3 separate regions of the Mus musculus genome follow, and regions 2 and 3 are each linked to region 1. Evidence: chromatin contacts called from public ChIA-PET and Hi-C data. All regions are on one chromosome and are shown on one strand. Each heading gives the region's core, a stretch centred on a gene start, on an enhancer-like site or on the middle of the called end of the contact. The rest is flanking DNA. Distances are from core to core; before and after follow the strand shown.

Evidence for each region. A called contact is a pair of places that touch in the nucleus more often than the background predicts. ChIA-PET counts read pairs in DNA pulled down with a chosen protein or histone mark.
Region 2: a Hi-C map of B cells shows a contact between it and region 1, with 8 read pairs. The contact joins the promoter of Rplp0 here to the promoter of 1500011B03Rik in region 1. A contact is called at or near these places in 2 of 39 promoter capture datasets (the C10 cell line and pre-B cells), 1 of 484 Hi-C or Micro-C datasets (B cells) and 2 of 115 datasets of contacts at active chromatin or transcription factors (bone marrow-derived macrophages and memory CD8 T cells).
Region 3: an RNA polymerase II ChIA-PET map of memory CD8 T cells shows a contact between it and region 1, with 13 read pairs. The contact joins the promoter of Cox6a1 here to the promoter of 1500011B03Rik in region 1. A contact is called at or near these places in 5 of 115 datasets of contacts at active chromatin or transcription factors (effector CD8 T cells, large pre-B cells, memory CD8 T cells and 2 more) and 2 of 9 other capture datasets (liver and pancreatic islet).

The regions. Positions count from the first base shown.
Region 1 is chr5:114,812,233-114,815,680 of GRCm38.p6, forward strand. It overlaps 1500011B03Rik (RIKEN cDNA 1500011B03 gene), which reads right to left and starts at 1,744. Exons shown (of 2, transcript NR_027817.1): 1 at 1,548-1,744.
Region 2 is chr5:115,557,928-115,561,375 of GRCm38.p6, forward strand. Rplp0 (ribosomal protein, large, P0) reads left to right here and starts at 1,540. Exons shown (of 7, transcript NM_007475.5): 1 at 1,540-1,612; 2 at 1,860-1,961; 3 at 2,814-3,077; 4 at 3,172-3,318; 5 at 3,406-3,448. The coding sequence starts at 1,908.
Region 3 is chr5:115,347,076-115,350,523 of GRCm38.p6, forward strand. It overlaps Cox6a1 (cytochrome c oxidase subunit 6A1), which reads right to left and starts at 1,883. Exons shown (of 3, transcript NM_007748.5): 1 at 1,764-1,883; 2 at 1,490-1,632. The coding sequence starts at 1,872.

The DNA of each region.
Region 1 (3,448 bases), core at 494-2,993:
GGGAAATCCGTGAGAACCACCGCCCTGCACTCGCTTGTGTGTGTGTGCGTGTGTGTAATAGACACCGCCCTGAAGTTCCTTCAAGCCCCCACAAACCCCGGATTCAAGTACTGACATCCACCACTTCCTACCGGAGTACCCCTGAGTAACACAACTCTACCTCTGGGCTTCATTTTCCTTTTCTCCAGAACAGGGTTGAAAGGCCTACTTTTCTCATTAGCCCTCTGCGAGGCCCAAAAGAATTCCCATAAACAGCGATGCTATCTAGGAACCCTTGCTGTGTAAGAAATGCTAAAACTTGTCAATTATGAATGGCCATCGCTGAGAACGGATGAGGGATGCAGGATGAGCCCGGTTGCCTAGGCTGAAGCCACAGAGCGAGCAACAGAGGAGCTCACACACCCCCAGGACTCCAGGTTCTCGCTTCAGCAGGTGCGCCAGACAGCACACAGGGGTGCAAGCGCTGGCTCCCAAGCCTAGAACTGACCCCAGGAAAAGCAGCTTCCTGAGGACCAGATGTAGACACTCGACTCGCCAGCAAGAAGGACGCCAAAACAGGATTCTTCTGCATACATTTATTGGGAGAGCTTGATAGTGAAAGCGAAAGACCCCGAGGCCAAAAACCAGTGCTGCTTATATAGGCCTAGGATAGGCATGTCTACACCAGATTGGTTATGCTTTCAGTACCTCATTTACATGCTTCGGGTCAGGCAGTGACTAGGCTAAAAGAAAACTCTACTGCACATGGGCACATTGGTTGTTTACCCATATTCATGGGTAAACATATTCATAAACAAAATCACTCCCACCCATTCCTTAAAGTGAGAAAATGCAGAGGTAAGCCAAGAGGTAAAGCCTCCAAGGGTCACTAGTTCCACTCTGGTTCAATTAAGGTTCAGGATCTGTATCTGCAGCTCCGTGTGCAACCTGTCCAGCTCCTGCGACCAGTTCCCCTTCAGATAATTCGATAAATCTGTACGTTTAATAAAAGAATATTAACATACCTAATGGGAGTAATGCACATATGCAGGGTTGATGCCACACAACTCATTTGTAGGACATCCATCATCTGTTCCATGTTATGTTGTAAAACATCCACTCTTTGATTCACTAACAATAACCCTGAGGCGATATGAGAATCACCACTTGTAGAGGCCCAACTCGCCAGCAAGAAGAACAACACAACAGGATTCTTCTGCACACATTTATTGGGAGAGCTTGATAGTAAAAGCGAAAGACCCCAGGCCAAAAACCAGTGCTGCTTATATAGGCCTAGGATAGGCGTGTCTACACCAGATTGGTTATGCTTTCAGTACCTCATTTACATGCCTCAGGCCAGGCAGTGACTTGGCTGAAAGAAAACTCTACTGCACATGGGCACATTGTTTACCCATATTCATAGGTGTCGGCTTATTGAAATCAGCGCCATCTTGTAATGGCGTTTATTGGCTTCCCACAACCAGAGGCTAGGCCGGCCTGCGCCCCGCACAAGCTCCCCACGCCCGGATCCGGCTGCAAACGCGCACCCTCCCCACCGCACCGCTTACCCAGGCTCTGCCTCCGCAACACCGCGTAGGGCTGGCTTTGCTCCGGCGGCACCCCCGGGCTCGGGGCCTCGGCTCGCCCTAGCAGGAGGCTGCAGAGCATGGGCAACAGCCGCATCCATCCTGAGCGCAGCATCACTGAAACCCGCACTGCACGGAGCGCGGGGACGCCGCTTCCGCCTTAAGCCCCGCCCCTAGACGTTGCCGTTTTTCCGAGGTCCGCCCACTCCGCTCGCGCAGTTGCCACGGAAACAGGGCGGGTGGGGGGGCGAGGGGAGGAGCCATCCCGACCAACTTCGGGGGTGGGGTGGTGAATTATGGTTCTGCGCAGAGGGTTCCAAAGCTGTGGCAAGCGCTCGCGTCGGGCTTCCCCGTGGAAGGCTTTGCTTTACACATTCATACATTCATACATTTTCGTATTAGTCAATGCAGTCCGAAGAAAGAGACACCGTAATCTCATTTTTGAAAACTGTAAGTTATTTTAAACAATATTTTCTTAAATGCTTTATTTATTATTATATATAAGCACACTGTAGCCATCTTCAGACACACCAGAAGACGGCGTCAGAAATCACTACAGATGGTTGTGAGCCACCATGTGGTTGCTGGGATTTGAACTCAGGTCCTACAGAAGAGCAGTCAGTGCTCTTACCTGCTGAGCCATCTCTCCAGCCTGAAAAGTGTAAGTTTTATGTATGTATTTTGCTTCCTTTTGAGAAAGGGTTTCTCTGTGTAGCCCTGCCTGTTGGAACTCACTCTGTAGACCGGGCTGACCCAGAACTCAGAAATCCTGCCTGCCTCTGCCTCTCAAGTGCCCCAAATTCATACAGATCTGCCTGCCTCTGCCTCCCGAGTGCTGGGATTAAAGGCATGCACTAACATGCCTAGCCTATACAATCATTTTTAAGGTTTAGTTTATGTACATGAGTGCTTTGCTTGCATGTGTGTGTGCACTGCATGGGTGCCTGGAGCTGGTGAAGGCTAGAAGTAGTGTGTGTTCCTCTGGAACGGGAGTTACAGATAATTGTGAACCTCCGTGTAAGTGCTGGGAACTGAACCCAGGTCCTCTGGAAGAGCAGTAAATGCTCTTAACCGCTGACCATCTCGTAGCCCCTTTTATACAATCTTAAAATCATACTGGCTGATCTCACTCTTGCTATGATGGTGACATAACGTAAAATTAATCATTTTAGCTACTTTTTTTTTTTTTTAGTTTTATAGCAAGACAGGGTTTCTCTATATGGCTCTGGCTGTCCTGGAACTCACTTTGTAGACCAGGCTGGCCTTGAACTCAGAAATCCTTAGCTACTTTTTAATACAATTCAGCTGTATTAGGCTAAATATAAACCAACACATATAGACCATTTCCAGAACCTTCTCATCATCTCAAACAGAAACTCCAAGCCCATTAGACCATAACACAACTATCTCCCCTGTCCCCATCACCTAGTGACCCATTTTATTTCTGGCCCCTGCATACTTATCTATTCCATATCAATAGGTCATTATCATATAAGTGGGATGTACATTTGCCTATTTGGGTTTTTTTGGTTTGGTTTGGTTTGGTTTTGGTTTTTCAAGACAAGGTTTCTCTGTGTAGCCCTTGGTTGTCCTGGAACTCACTCTGTAGACCAGACTGGCCTCGAACTCAGAAATCCACCTGCCTCTGCCTCCCGAATGCTGGGATTAAAGGCGTGTGCCACCACGCCCGGCTCTGCCTATTTGTTGAATAACTATTTTCGTGTTTTCTAAGCTAAACGGCATTGAAGATTGAGTAGACACAGAAGCAGATGAGACTATAATGTCACCAAAATCTTGGCATCCGGATTGGCCTCTTCAGGAGCTACATATTCACCTTCCGGAGGTTGGAACTTTATCTCAGATGAAGAGGTGCAAGATGGGTC
Region 2 (3,448 bases), core at 290-2,789, 750 kb after region 1:
CATGAACAAGGCCCTAGGTTCAATATCTTCCCCCATATATACACACTTATTTATATATGGATATTTATTTATTCATGGGTCTGGGAAGATGGCTCAGCAATTAAAAACAAGGCAGGAGTGAGACTGTCTCAGTAAAACAATTATCCAAATAATGTTGAACGACTGTGTGTGTATATATATAATGTGTATATATATATATATATATTATATATATATATATATATTATATATATATATATATATATATATATATATATGTGAAGAAGCTAGTTTTATGTATCGATTTTCTCCCGTATCCCTGGAAGGGAAAGCAAACGGTCAATAAAGTGGAAGTGCTTTTTAAGACAACACAGCAAGCGGCAGAACAAAGTTATGGATCCGGGTCTCATCTGGCCGCATGCCCTGCGTTTTGCCTGCTCAACAAATACTTATCTGCCCACTGTCTGGCAGGCACAGAATAAAATCTCTGCCCTGTGGAGCTTACCTTCCTGCAGGGAGAGGCTGACAAGCAGAATGTGGTGAATTATACAGCGAGTTAGATGGTGTAAGTGCTGCAGGAGAAGGTGGGAGAGTAAGGGAGAGTAGGTTTGGTTTTGCCCCCGCCCTTAAAATTTGAAATCAAGAATCAGGGCAGGTCTCCTTGAGTAGATAGCATTTGCAGCAAGATGTGGGGGAGGTGAGTTTCTCTGACCGAAGCTGGCCAGCACCATTCAAAAAGCTGTGAAGCCGGTGGTGGTGGCGCACACCTTTAATCCCAGCACTTGGGAGGCAGAGGCAGGCGGATTTCTGAGTTCAAGGCCAGCCTGGTCTACAAAGTGAGTTCCAGGACATCCAGGGCTATACAGAGAAACCCTGTCTCGAAAAACCAAAACCAAAACCAAAAAAAAAAAAAGGCATACTCTTGAAGGGGATAAAAGGGCAAAGGGATCAGGCGAGAGGCAAACACATCAGTAGGAAAGCAAGAAAACAGATTGCGACAGTGGAAACAGTCGTGTGGGACCTTGAGAATAGTCTACGTTTTAGGCGTTTACTCAGAGAAAACGGCAATCTTTGATTAACTTTGTGCGGGTGAAGATGTAGGTTTTGAAAGGAAGAACAAAACGGGCAGTGGTGGCGCACGCCTTTAATCCCAGCACTTGGGAGGCAGAGGCAGGCAGATTTCTGAGTTTGAGGCCAGCCTGGTCTACAAAGTGAGTTCCAGGACAGCCAGGATATACAGAAAAACCTAAAAAAATAAAAAATAAATAAATTAAAAGAAAGAAAAAAGAATGGAAGAACAAGAGGAGACTAGAGCATCAGCTAGGGTTTCGCAGAAAGTTGTTTTGCTGTACTGACTCGGTGACGCTGCAGGGCGGCTCCGACCCAGCAGAGGGCAGCAGGTCTGAAAGCGCGCCTCCTGCGGCCGGGTGCTGTCTTTACTTTCCCGACTTGCTGGAGTGGCAGCGGTCTCAGCCAATAGACGCGCATGTTTATTGAGTGAGGCAGGACAGTCGATGGAACCAGCCAATAGGCATGGACGACGTCGTCTTCGGGTTTCGAGGACCGCCTGGTTCTCCTATAAAAGGCACACGCGGGCATGCGGCCCGTCTCTCGCCAGGCGTCCTCGTTGGAGGTTGGGGGGTTGTTTTGTTGTGGGAGGGCGGCAAGAGCGCGGGGACGTTGCGGGTGGGAGCGATGGGCTCGGGAAGGATCGCGGCCGGGCTCTGCCCGTCCGGTCTACCGCCTGGCTTGTCGGATCGCCCGCGCTGCTGGCGGCCGCAGCCCGGGGCCCAGCTCTGGCGTGGCCGGCTTGGCCTAGGCCTGGGATCGGGGCCGGTGTTGGGGTTACCGGGCTCAAGCTGCCCCCTCTCTCTCCCCAGTGACATCGTCTTTAAACCCCGCGTGGCAATCCCTGACGCACCGCCGTGATGCCCAGGGAAGACAGGGCGACCTGGAAGTCCAACTACTTCCTCAAGATCATCGTAAGTGTGGAGCGGGCCGGGGACGCGCGGCTTCCGCCTCCGGGTCTTCCCGGGGCGGTCGTTGGCCACGCGCTTTAACAGAGTTTGGGCATCCTGGGGAAGTTCTGTAGTCTTGGGATCTCCCCCCCCCCCCCCCGCGTTCCAGAACTAGCTCGCTCACCCAGTTTTTCATCTCGTCGAGCCCTTCGCGTTTGTGCAAAGGGCTGAGACTGGAGTGATTCATCTTGTTGCCCATCTGAGACCTGCCAGTCAGGCTGCTGTTGAGTGACTTAATTACAAAAGGCCTTTGAGGTGGCTTTGAACCAGAGCTACCAGACTTTGTAGGTACCAGTCTGTTTTAGTTAACTTTTCTTTTTTTTTTCCGAGACAGAGACAAAGATTTTTGGGTCTGGTAGTACCTTTTATATTTCACAACCTAAGATCCCCCGACCTCTCTATAATTTGTTTTCTGTGCTTTTTAAGTCTGTCTCTTCCCTGATCAGAGTCACTTTGGTCACCCAGGCACGCCTTATTTAAAAAGTAAAGCTTAAGATTTACTTGAGGCAAGTCTTCCCCCTATAGCTCTGGCTGGCCTCGGATTAGCAATTAAGCCTTACCTGTCTTTACAGGTGTGGCACCACACCCAGCTAAAAGTTAATTTTTGGCTGTGACAGTAATTTTGTGATACTCGTAACCAGCAAGGAAGCTGGATCAGATAAAGACAGACGTTGGGCTCGGGTGGCTGGCTCCTAGCGAGAAGTGTCACACCTAGGGTGAAGCAATGGGGAGGTAGAGGTAGCAGGGTTTCGGGTTTTGCTGGGTATTTTTTGTTTGTTTTCCTCTCAATGTAGTTTTTCCTGGCTTCCTTCATAGCAACTTTTGGATGATTATCCAAAATGCTTCATTGTGGGAGCAGACAACGTGGGCTCCAAGCAGATGCAGCAGATCCGCATGTCGCTCCGAGGGAAGGCCGTGGTGCTGATGGGCAAGAACACCATGATGCGCAAGGCTATCAGGGGCCACCTGGAGAACAACCCAGCTCTGGAGAAACTGCTGCCTCACATCCGGGGGAACGTGGGCTTCGTGTTCACCAAGGAGGACCTCACTGAGATTCGGGATATGCTGTTGGCCAATAAGGTAAGGGGCTGGGACGATGAATGAGGATTTGGCCATTTCGGGGCTTTCACCGATGGAGAGGCATTTCACCGTCGACTACCTCTGTTCTGTTTAGGTGCCAGCTGCTGCTCGGGCTGGTGCCATCGCCCCGTGTGAGGTCACTGTGCCAGCTCAGAACACTGGTCTAGGACCCGAGAAGACCTCCTTCTTCCAGGCTTTGGGCATCACCACGAAAATCTCCAGAGGCACCATTGAAATTCTGGTGAGTAGATGGCCTGCAGTGGTCGGTCCTTTGGGCTGGGCCTCCTGTGTGTCCAGATGATAACTGTCCTGCTGTTCTCTTCCTCAGAGTGATGTGCAGCTGATAAAGACTGGAGACAAGGTGGGAGCCA
Region 3 (3,448 bases), core at 633-3,132, 530 kb after region 1:
AAGTTCTGTCCTCCTATAGAGTGGATCCCAAGAGACTAGCCCTCACTGGCAGACTTGGCAAGGTTGCTGAAACAGGGTTTCCTTATCTAGCTAACCTGGAACACTAAATAGAACAGTCTAATCAAAAACTTACAACGCTCCTCTTGCCTCTGCCTGCAGTGCTGGGGTTACAGCATGTATGACTCTGCCAATCATAGTTTTGTCTGATTTTGAGACGGGTCTCTTTATGTAGCCCTGGATGTCCTAGAATGTGCTATGTTGACCACCTGCCTCTGCCAGCATGAATATTATTCTGTGTACATCTCTGTGGGTATATGCACGAGTGTAGGTGTACACAGAGACCAAAGATATCATCCCTGCCTGCAGCTGGGGCTAAAGAATGTTGTGAGCCACCCACTGGAAACTAGGCTCTTCTGTAAGAGCAGCAGCACTCTACACCACTGAGCCCTCTCTCCTGTCCCTTCCCCTCCATGTTTGAAAAGCATTGCTCTTGGTCAATAGCTCACAACCATTTTTGGCTTTCTGTGGTAACCCCATTTAGCCCAAGCTAATCTCCATTTCATAACGTGGCAGAGAATAACCAGCAACTACTACTGATAGAAACTTCCTGATAGCTACTACTGAGAAAACGCTTGTTTTCTGACCCCAAGTGCCAGGGGCGGGATATGGGAGCATTATCTAGAGGCCTTAGGAGGGGGGTGCTACTGCCACCTAGTGGGCAGAGCCCCAAGGCAAGGCTGCTGTCAAACACCTTTTCTTTTTCTGAGAAAGTCTCCCCCCTGGCTGTCCTGGAGCTCACTTTGTAGACCAGACTGGCCTTGAACAAGACATTGGCTCTCTTTGGCCTCTCAAGTGCTGAGGCTGTACGGGAACGGCATGGAGCCTTCTGGGTTGTAAAATTGAAGTCTAGAATAAGTTTCTGCAAGGCCAGTCTTAGGTGAATTAGGTGATACAGTGGAAGACGGGCTTGTTAAAATACATCATGAGACATTATAACTGTCTTTTTTTTTTTTTTTTTTTTTTTTTTGGTTTTTCGAGACAGGGTTTCTACACGAACAGCCAAGGCAAAGAACTGATAAAACGACAGGCACTGTGAGAACCAACGGGCAGTCTGTGCTTAAGCCTACGCCAATCGCCCGGATCCCGGATCACCTTCAGGATTTGCGGCTATAAAGGGACACCCCAAACCTCCAAACTTTCCCGCAGGAAGCTAATAAAGTGCACCATTGGACAAAAGGTGACAAGTTGGAGGAGCTGAAAGCCCGCAGGCATTTACTGGGTGGCCTTTTAAGAAAACCGAGCCACGACCTACAAACTGGCTTCCCTTCCGTCAAACGAAGAGTAAATAAAATATTCTATCTGCACGGACGGACAGGCAGCCAAGATCCTAAAACTCCCCCAAGGGCTGGGCCAGGGGAGTGGACAACCCCGCAATAACGGATGCCTGGAGGACGGACGGACAGACGGACAGTAAAGGCGCAGCGCCTACCTTGGTCCTGATGCGCAGGTGAGGGTAGGCAACGAACGGGGGTCTCTCGTGCTCTTCGTGCCGCGACTTGAGGAACACGTTGAGCATGCTCACTCCCACCCCGGGCAGCGCCACGAAGTAGGTGAGGGCCTTCCACATCCGAGCTGCGGCGGGGGCCACAACGTCAGCCTCGGCCGCTCCCTCCCGCCAAGGTCACCGCCCCGGGCTCCGGCCCCGCCACGCCGCCGCACGCCACCCGCCGAGACCCCACGCCCATCCGAGAGCCCCCGGGTACCTGAACCCTCCTCGCCGTGGGCGCCACTCGACATGGGCCGCCTCAACCCGGGGAGGGCCCGGCCCAGCGGCCGAGAGACCCGAGACGCTGACAGCACCGCCGACGCCATCATGGAACTACACCGGCGCGCCGGAAGCGGAAATGGGGACGGGCGAAGGGGGCGGGACAAAGACGCCGAACGACGTTCCTATTGGGCAACGCCTTCTCAGACCTGGCTAGGAACTCCAGCGCCTGCGCACTTTATCCGTCCCTGGGGCGGCTGGAGCGAGAGCGCGCATGCGCCCCGTTCCTGTGCCCCATCTCCCTGCTTGTCAGCGCCTAGGTGAGGATGTCCGCGGAACTGAACTTTTGCGAGCTTTTCTGGTTTTAATCGCTCCCTTCTTTGGAGTCCCTGGACAGGATCTGAAGTGCGGAGAACAAGTCACGTTAGCGGAGGCGCCATTCTCTTTCCTCGCTCGCTGCCTTCTAATTCCGCGATTTCCCAGGCCCTCGACAGCCCTGTCCTTGTCGTTATCATTGTCCCTATCGCTCTTAAAGACCGTTGTTATTCTCTTCCGTTGTGCCCTACATAGACTGTAAAGTCCGCAGTGCTTAGATTTTTGCCAGCGCTGCATCCCGAGAGTTACCCGAAATCTTTCATGGCAAGTAGCAGGTGCTTTATGCAATTTAATGAATGAATGTATGAAACCGTGTATTAATGAGTCAAGGAACAGACCCAGGAACCAGTAAGGACCCTGCAATTGCCAGCAAATCTGGACTTTGTTTAGCTCCATATCCTCAGCGTTTGTTCAATGTTCCTGCTCCCGCTTTGAATACTACACACATCTGTTAAATTTTGTCTGTAGAACTTTACAAATATCTCCTTTTTCCCTTTTTATTTATTTATTTGTTTATTTATTTATTTATTTATTTTGGTCTAAAAGCCTCGCATCTTTAATGCTAGTATCTGCGAGGAAGACGCAGATGGAACTGACCCCAGGCCAGCCTCCTCTACAGAGTTCTAGGCTATCCAGAGGCTGCATAGTGAGACCCTGTCTCCATAAAAACAAAAACAACAAAACACGCTGTACTGGTTAGTTTTGTGTCAACTTGACACAGCTGGAGTTATCACAGAGAAAGGACCTTCAGTTGAGGAAATGCCTCCATGAGATCCATCTGTAAGGCATCTCAATTAGTGATCAAGGGGGAAAGGCCCCTTGTGGGTGGGACCATCTCTGGGCTGGTAGTCTTGGGTTCTATAAGAGAGCAGGCTGAGCAAGCCAGAGGAGGCAAGCCAGTAAAGAACATCCCTCCATGGCCTCTGCATCAGCTCCTGCTTTCTGACCTGCTTGAGTTCCAGTCCTGACTTCCTTTGGTGATGAACAGCAGGGTGGAAGTGTAAGCTGAATAAACCCTTTCCTCCCCAACTTGCTTCTTGGTCATCATGTTTGTGCAGGAATAGAAACCCTGACTAAGACACACGCCAAGTGAGGTGGCTCATAAGAGTGAGATGGGGTAGGAAGATTGCTGTGAGTTAGAGACTAGCCTGGGCTGTAGAATGAGACCCTGTCTCCGCTCACACACCCCTAAGTTTAAAATGTTTGTGTATATGGTACTGTTTTGAGAGACGGAGGTAGGGAATCTCTAGTTAGAGGCCAGCCTGGACCACGTCTATAGTCTGAGATTAGCCTTGCCTATATTGTAAG